2 separate regions of the Ovis aries genome follow, and region 2 is linked to region 1. Evidence: chromatin contacts called from public Hi-C data. All regions are on one chromosome and are shown on one strand. The core of a region is the stretch at or near the end of the contact, and the rest is flanking DNA. Distances in the headings are between cores, read along the strand shown. Region 1 overlaps LOC114113941 (a long non-coding RNA gene). Region 2 has its middle 44 kb from the start of TRNAI-UAU.

Region 1 (4,280 bases), core at 673-3,172:
TACTGTGGGTGGAATGGGTGGTTGCGAAGGAGGGGGTGAGATTTTCCCACTTGGAGAGGGAAGGGTCCGGGGAAGAAGATGTTCAAAAGTTTTCCAGAGGGGCCTCTATTCCCCCACCTGTGAATGAGGGTCATTCTAGAATCTTCAAAGCTTGTTCTGTGAGTATAGTTTCCCCAATGCTGAAAATAGTCCTCCTGAAATGAGAAGCCAACTTTTGGGCTGGGTCCCTCAGAATTGGTTTCCCAACCCAGGATCTGTTGTTCTCTACCCTCCCCAGAAGTGTGGAGGTGGGTGCAGGCTAGGGGTGGGCGGTGGAGGAGGGCAGGGTGGGCTTGCGCCTCAGGGACTGAGGGGGCCATCAAGGCCTGCTGGTATATTTGATGGAGACTCTTTAAATTCTGGGTAAGACATGCCTTAAAAGCACCATTGAGAGCAAGGGCTCAGATGCCTGCACTCAGCCAAGCTCCCTGTCAAAGTCGAATAAGCCCGGAAAACAAGAACATGTATTCACAGCCCTGAGCCTTCCCTGCTTCCCAGGCTTATTTCATTTGAAAATAGTCAGAGCTGGAGAGCGGGGAGGAAGAAGCGAAGTACAGCCTGATTGCTGAGTGACCCTGTGTCTGCTGGGGGTGGGGTGCGGGGGCTTGTATAACCTCTTAGGGCCAAGTCCTTCCTCCCTTTCCCTTCCCTTTCTTTCCTGCCCCCTCCAGTCTCTTCTGAAATCACCACATCACCCTCTGCTGATCCATTTATAGCTTATAAAATGTGTCCAGATTAAGCCAGCTCAATACCTTTCAATGATTTACCCAGACAGCCAAACGCGAGTGAACCCTCCGGTGAACACAACCCAAATATCTGTATTTCAACGTTGACTCCTAAACGAAGTAAAAGTATATGTGTTTTGAGTTTTCAGTTAGTTATCTGTGCTTCAGCAAGCTTCCGGGTGATTCCGAGGCAGGCTAAAGTTTGAGAATATTATTCTAGAGCATGCAAAGGTGCATCCTGAGTCTAGAGGTGAGGCAGGAAGGAGTGATGGCATTTCCCACTTGGAGACGGCTCTGGGAGCCCTTTGCTAGGAAGGACACCTGTTCTGGCCGCCACCTTCCTTGGGCCTCTGGTCTCTCAGTCGGGGTGACGAGCTGAAGCTGCCTTCAGATAGTTTCTATACCCCTTGGAGATTGATTCCTGACTCCCCTCTATGGCGTGTCCATCTTCTCATTCTTGAGGTCTAGAGGTGACTGAGAGCATTTCTCAAATGTGTCCCACTCACGGCCCTTTGCCCACCCACCCCCGGGGTCAGCAAAGCTCCCAGCATCCCCTGCGCCTTGATTTTCCCCCACCGGCAGATGTGTCTCACTGTGTTGATGAAAATGTCCTGTGTCTGAGCTGTCCAAGATGGCAGCTGCAAGCCACACATCACTGTTGAGTGCTTGAAATGTGGCTGGGGTGGCTGAGGAAATGAAATTTAAATTGGCTTTCATGTAAGTTAATTTAAATTCGAATAGCCACATGCAGCTCGTGGTGGCTACTGTTGTGGACAGTGACATTCTAGACTCTCTCTCAATGCCTTCGTCTCTAATTTCTGCCTTCCCCTTACCCTTGGCAAGTGCTCCATTCCTACCAAATCCCATCCCACTGCATGGAGGGGAAACTGTGGCCTGAAAGAGGGGGCCCTCTAGGATACACAGGAAGCCAGGGGGAACTGGGAGCCATCCCCTACCCCTACTCTGCCTTCAAGGCCAGGCCTCAGGCCAGCAGCCCCATCAGACCTTGGCCTCTAGCCGAGGTGTGGGAAGTTGAGTGTGATGAAACCCAAGCCCCCTTGGCAGGCGCCCAGCTGTGGTTTCACACTTGAGCTGTGGAGTTGGGAGGAGGCGGCTGGAGAGGACCGTCAGAGGATGGGAATTCGGGTGGCCTGGCCAGCAGGCCCTATGAGCAGGAGCTGTCCCCAAGGGGGTTTCCAGACCGAGCAGGCTGCCAGATTGCGTGGGTGCCTCCTGGTGGCTGAGGGCTCAGTATGAGCCAGGCCTTCCCGTTGCCCCTCTGTGGGGAGTGACAGAGAAGGGACGGAGAAAGTGCTGAATGAGTATATGTGACTGCATGTGATGACTGTGCGTGTGTGTGTGTGTGTGCCTGTGTGTGTGTGTGTGTGTGTGTGCATGCCTAGAGAGGGATGGCACCAGCTTCTCTAGGGAGGAAATCAGCCAGCTCACCCTACCTTCACCGCCACCATCCCCTGCTACATAATTTGCAGGGCCCAGTGTAAAATAAAAACGCAAGGTCCGTTGTTTTATTGAAGATTGCAAGAAGGTGACATCAGAACATTAAACCAAGTACAGGGCTTTCTGAGCATGGAGTCCTGAGTGACTGACAGCTTGCCAATCATGAAGCTAGCCCTGCTTCCAATGCTGGAGACAGACATGGGAAGGTCTCAGAACAGAGGACCTATGTTCTGGGCCAGCCTGAGGGCAGAAGCTGGCCCATTTCTCTGCACTCAGCCCCTCGGGGCTCCTGGAGGAAGACAGAGGTTTTGAGTCTATCCCAAGTCTTCTCTTAGATGGGCTGATGCCTTCACACTGGGGAGGAGAAGGCTTCAGAGACAGCATTGCTGCACCTGCCCCCACCCCTGCCCCAGCCTCAAGGGGGCGCCATGGAGGCAAGATGCTGTCAAAAGCAATGCATGTTGACGGGGTACTTACTTCACACCTGGAGCCTTGCTAAGTATCTTGCCAGTGTTACTGCATTTGACCTTCCTGACATGCCAGGAGACAGGTACTCTTATTTGCCCCTTTTGCAGAAGGAGGGGCTTCCTGCAGGGAAGGGAAATGTTCTGTATCTTGATTGTGTGGTTTGTGACATGCACGCATATGTTCATCAAGAGTCATCAAGCTCAAGTGAGTCACACACAATCTGTGTGTTTATTGTGTATAAATTATCCCTCAATAAAGCTGATTTATTTAAAAAAACGTATTTTGAAAATTGAGACTTTGAAGACTTGCCCAAGGTCACATTCCTAGTGAGTGACTGAACTAGGTTTTTTAACCTAGGTGCTCAAGAGTAGTGCCAAGCTGGTGCAAAGATCACAGACCCTGGGGTCAGAGAGATGAGGTTCCAGACCAAACAATTTGTTTTTGAGCAAGTTACTGAGCCTCTCCGTTCCTCAGGGTCCTCATCTACAAAATGGCCTCCAAGGTGGTGGTTTAGTTCAGGGGCCTGTGGGCGAGATGAAAGTCACTTGGTCGTGTCTAACTGTGTGACCTCAGGGACTGTAGCCCACCAGGCTCCTCTGTCCATGGAATTTTCCAGGCAAAAACACTGGAGTGGGTAGCCATTCCCTTCTCCAGGGGATCTTCCCAACCCAGGGATTGAACCCGGGTCTTCTGCATTGCAGGCAGATTCTTTACTGTCTGAGCCACCAGGGAAGCCCATGGGTGGGGTGAGGACCCCACAATGTCCCCCGAAGCTGCACAAGGTGCTCTTGTCCTGCTGCTCGTGACTAGGCACGGGGAGCAGAGCCAAGAGTCTCCATCTATCACCCTTCTCTGCCTCCACCAGCCCTCTGTGGCTTCCAGCTCAGGCTCTGCCCCCTGACCAGGAAGCAGGGGATATGGTGGGGCATGGCCCGTGCAGGGTGAGGGTGGCAAGGTGACACCAGAGGCCTGGAGGGGAGGTGCTGTGGGAGGTGGGACCTCCCTTTGTGGAGTCCCTGACAACCTCCCACAGAGGGAACCGACTTGGGATTCAGAATGTGAAGGGTGGGAGGTGTCTGGAGGGCACTTTCTAAGGTCCTGGTCTTTGTTGGAAGGAGGATGGACTTTGATGTAGATTTTATTAGAAAAAAAAAATCAAGTTAAGAACATCTAAAAAGTCAAGGATCTCCACTGCATGACTAGAAATAGACTATGTTACTTCCAGCCTCTGGCCTCATTCCATTCATATCCCCTGCACTCTGCTATGTTGGACTATATTTATTTACTTCTAAGTTCCTTGACAAGAAGCTTAAGTTGTATTCATCACTTTGGTCTACCGACCCCTGCCCACCCAGGGCCTGACACATCCTAGGTGCTTAATAAATGCTGGTAGACCAAGAACTGAGAGCTGGGATTAGCCTGCCAGACGAGGACTTAGGCCCAAACCCCATCAAACTGCCCAGGGGAGGGCCCAGTCAGGTAGGGAAGTGGCTCTGGGTCCTCAGCAGTTTCCTGACATGTGCCAGCTCCACTGGTTCTGTCTGCAGGCCAATCTATTTTCAGTTTGGTTTTGGGGAAAATTCCATTGTT
Region 2 (4,049 bases), core at 399-2,898, 93 kb before region 1:
GTGTTTGTGTGTGCATGTTTATGTCTGTGCACGTGTGTTTACCTGCATGCTTGTGTCTGTGCACGCGTGTGCTATATACGCTTGTGCAGTTGTGTGTGTCAGTGTGTGCTTGCACGTGAGTGTTCTCTCCAGATGAATGGCATGATGAGTACCAGGCATTCAGCGGCTGAGGAGAGTTTTAGGTCTTGATTCGGGTTTCCAAATGGCCCCACGTGGGAACCCTTCCCCCTCCTTTGTGGCTGTTGAGATCTCTAACCCCAGAGAAAGGAGAACTTGGCCTTTGGAACCCAGAGGCCTCACTGGCTGGGGAGGGCGAAAAGCTACTTCCAAAGGCAGACAGGACCCACGTTGTGCTGTGGAGCCTGGAGCCAGCAAGACCTTGTTTAATTCTGAAGGAATGTGCACGGTCGCCGCCCAGCAGAGCAGGCCGCGGCCTGACTGGGAGCGTGGAGCCTGGGCTGCGGTGGCTGCCTTTGGAGGAGGCCAGGGACACACCTTCCAGGGACGGAAGGTCACACAGTCTTGTGCGGCTGGGGTGCAGGAGGGCTGAGAGAGGCTCGCAGAACCTGGGGGGCAGGGAATGCATATGATACAGAGAAGGGGCAGAGGAGTGGCCCCCGGAGACGGTGGTCATCAGGCAGGCTTCTCAGGACGGGGGTTTAGCTGGGCCCTGAAGAGTGGAGAGAACTCAGAAAGAGGCCGTTCAGGAGGAGGGAGGGCTTTGTGAAAGATGCAGAGATGGAAAAGGGCAAGGCCTTCACGGAGTGACAGAGCTGAGACTGTTTCCGGAGGGGTCTGGGAAGAGAGAAGAGGGAGCTGCTACTCCTGTCCACAGAGCGCTTTGAATGCCAGCTGGAGTTCATCCTTAGGCCATGGGGATCTAGTGAAGATTCCTGAGCGGGGAGTGGCCTGCCGAAAGACTGGCCGGATGATCAGACCACACGCTAGGTGGGGGTGGAGGCTGTGAGCAGAGGAGAAAAGAGGTGGGGGTGTTTGGAGTAAGGAAGCCCAGGGTCATGGGTGGGGTCAGATGTGGAAGAACTGAATCCACTTCATATTTTCTGACCCTCAGACACTCTTCAGATCTTGTTTCTGCGTTTGGATCCCCTAACCCGAGAATACTGTCAGCTGGGGACAGCGCCTCCCCACAGGCCAGTGGGTCCGGGAGATGGAGGCCAGGCCCCGACCCAGCCCAGGCCCCGGCCCCTCCTTCAGCACCTGCCCATCGTGGCCCTGACCCCTGCAGTGGGCCTCTGGGTGTCTCAGCCACCTAAACCCAAGAGCGGCATCTGTCACTGGGGGACAGGTGTCGCCCCAGGGCAGACAGAGGCAGGAGACCAAGGGAGACCCTGGGCATGAACGAGGCCAAGCGAATGTCAGTGTGGCCCAGCCCAGGTATGTTCATGAGGGTGAGCTCCATCCAGTCTTTGCAGGGGGTGTGGGACGCCAGCCAGCCCAGATTTGTAGGTGTACAGCAGTCTGAGTGCACACAGCCTGGCCTGCATGAGCCGGGGGTCTAGCACCTCGCGGGTGCCTCTGTTTGTTGAGTGAATAAGTGTGAATGTAGGCTCCGTGCAGACCCCTGGGGCAGATAGAATTCCAGAATCAGCAACTAAAGCTGTCCTCAGCAGAGGTCTGCATCAACTAGGGTAGGACTCCCTGGCCTCCTCAGTGGGTGGACACCGGCTCAAGTGTCCCTAACCGCCCCCACCCACACGGGGCAGGCTTGGTGGTACGTTGGGCTGAGGCCATGACACCACCCTGTTCCTCCCCGCTATTCCCTAAAGGAGGAATATAGCCTTCTTCAGCCATTCTGAGCCTCATGCTTCCTGTAAATTATGAAGTAAAGCATCAAGAACATCCTGGACACTACCCTGGCCTGGAGGTGGGGGGAATGCCTATCGTTGGGAAGGTCCTGGAGCAATGGGGGCAGCAGTCCACTCTCTCCCTGGTCTGGTTGAGCAGACACGAGCTTCCCTTCTGGAGATGAAGATGATTTCAGCCTTCAGAGTCGTGAGCTGGTTTAAATTTTTCCAAGCTGGGAAAGTGAACCTTTCTGGCAGGTGTGGTGATGGGACCCCGGTGTGTGTAGGAGCCTCAGGGTCCTAGACTCCCAGGCCCTGGCCTACCACATGGGCCAGACTCTGAGGCTCCCAGGCCAGGCTCTCCTGGGCCCCTGGCCTGCCCAGCCTTTGGTGCCACCCATCTGTAAAGGGGTCTCTGGAGCCAGGTGTTCATTCCTGGAGGTGTCTTGGTGGCCCTGGGGGAGATGGAGGTGGCATTGGTGTTTGACAGGAACAGTTAGTGTCTTATCAGGCCCAGCCCTGCCCGAGTTATGCAGGCAGGTCTGAGCAGGCTGAGGTGCTGTGGGGAGGAGAGAGGAGCCTGCCCAGCGTGCTTCCTGCTTCTCTCTTTCCCCGCCCCCTTCTTCAGCCTCATTTCTGATCCCTTGCCCCTCTGCCTCTCCCTCCCCAGGGAGCTGGAGTGTATAGCCCTCGTCTGGCCAGTTGGCTTTTCCAGGTTCCAGCTGCTTTGGGGCTTCATGGGTGCTGCTACATAGACAGCTCGGGCCTCTGCAAAGCTCATCATCTGGCTGGTTGTAGAGTCTCCTTAAATTCACTCTGAGCTGCCTGCTCCATCATCCTCCTGGCACATTGAGGAGCACCTTCCTGCCTGTGATGGTCTAATCCTGACGTAGAGTCTACACAATGCTGGGCTCTGTTGTGTTGCAGTCTGAAGCAAGAGGAAAAATTAGTAATGCCGAATCTGTCTTTACCGAAAAATCTGGTATTTCATTCATCCATCATGGATAGTTTGCATTAGTTTTAGTTTTTAAAAGTGTTGCATTAAGGGACTTCCCTGGTGGTCCAGAGGCTAAGACTCTGAGTTCCCAATCCAGGGGCCTATGTTCGATCCCTGGTCAGGGAGCTAGATCCCACATGCCACAACTAAGACCCAGTTCAGCCAAATAAATAAATAAAAAGTATTGCATTAAAATATGAGTTGTCTTGCCTACTGAGTATTTTGGTGTCCCTAAAATCTGGCACCTGAGGTGAAGTCAAAGAGACAGGATTCCGTGGTCTGGGCCCTGGAATGTACTAGTTTTGAAAGTTGACCTCTTCCTTTCCAGGAGTAGCTTGTGAAGTCTGGAGGGTATGGATGTATGCGAAGAGGAGAGGGACGAAGGGAGAGGAAGATGACAGATTCAGAGTTTCTGCTAATGTTTCCATGGTGCTGAGGAGCAGGGCCTGGGGGAGGGGACCCAGCCCAGGGTTTCACTGAGCAGGAAGGTGGGTTTTTGTAGTGGAAAGATTAGCAGGGAGCAGAGTTGGGATGGAGGGGGAAAAAATCATCTGTGAAACAAAGTGAAAAGAATTCATTTCTATAAAGGCAGTCAGGTTTGAGGGGATGAGATGGGGAAACGTAAAAGCTGGGAGGCGTTTACAGAGCCACAGGGGATCATTAAGCCCTCCATCACCCACCTTCAGTGGGGTTTGCTCCACACACACACTTGCCTTGTGCAAGTGGGTTTTTGGCGGGGGAGTGAAGGAAGGGGGTGGATTCCAGGGTTTGAGCCTGTTCATGCAGAAGTGGTGGGGCTGAGACTATGGGGCAGGATGCTCTTTGCCCGCTGAACTGTTCAGCAGAAGCCAGTGCTGAGAGGTGAACAGGGTAGGGCAAGCGTGAATGACAGGATTTGGGCCTGTTCTCCTGGAATTACCAAGGGCAGGCACCTTGGCGTGAGCATCTACGGCTTGTCAGTTTGAGGACTGCCAGGCCCCTGGCTTGCTGCCCGATTTGAGACCTCTGAACATTTCTCCTTTTCCAGAGGGTCGACGGGAGTGAGCGGAGGAGTCACAAGCTGTGGTAAAAGGGCCAGGGCAGATGGCATGGGGCCTCAGATGGGAATGTGTGCTCTGGAGAAGCCATTCCTGCCTCGCTGGGACAAGGGTATGCTAGACCCACCCTGAATCCTCAGCTCATAGCCCTGCTTGGGCTGCACATACTCACACAAAACACACACACACACGCAACGCCAGGGTCCTAGG

What was found. A called contact is a pair of places that touch in the nucleus more often than the background predicts.
Region 2: a Hi-C map of omental adipose tissue shows a contact between it and region 1, with 1.9 times the contacts expected there. The contact joins two enhancer-like sites. A contact is called at or near these places in 5 of 16 Hi-C or Micro-C datasets (blood, hypothalamus, omental adipose tissue and 2 more).

Annotation. Positions count from the first base shown.
Region 1 is chr3:81,211,108-81,215,387 of ARS-UI_Ramb_v3.0, reverse strand. LOC114113941 (a long non-coding RNA gene) reads left to right here. Exons shown (of 3, transcript XR_003588726.3): 1 at 1-4,280. Among named protein-coding and RNA genes, the nearest start is that of TRNAI-UAU, 140 kb to the left of the region's middle. Within about 2 kb of position 1,922, at least 14 of the 54 cell types and tissues checked have an H3K27ac peak or open chromatin away from gene starts, as enhancers often do.
Region 2 is chr3:81,304,235-81,308,283 of ARS-UI_Ramb_v3.0, reverse strand. No RefSeq gene overlaps it. Among named protein-coding and RNA genes, the nearest start is that of TRNAI-UAU, 44 kb to the left of the region's middle. Within about 2 kb of position 1,648, at least 13 of the 54 cell types and tissues checked have an H3K27ac peak or open chromatin away from gene starts, as enhancers often do.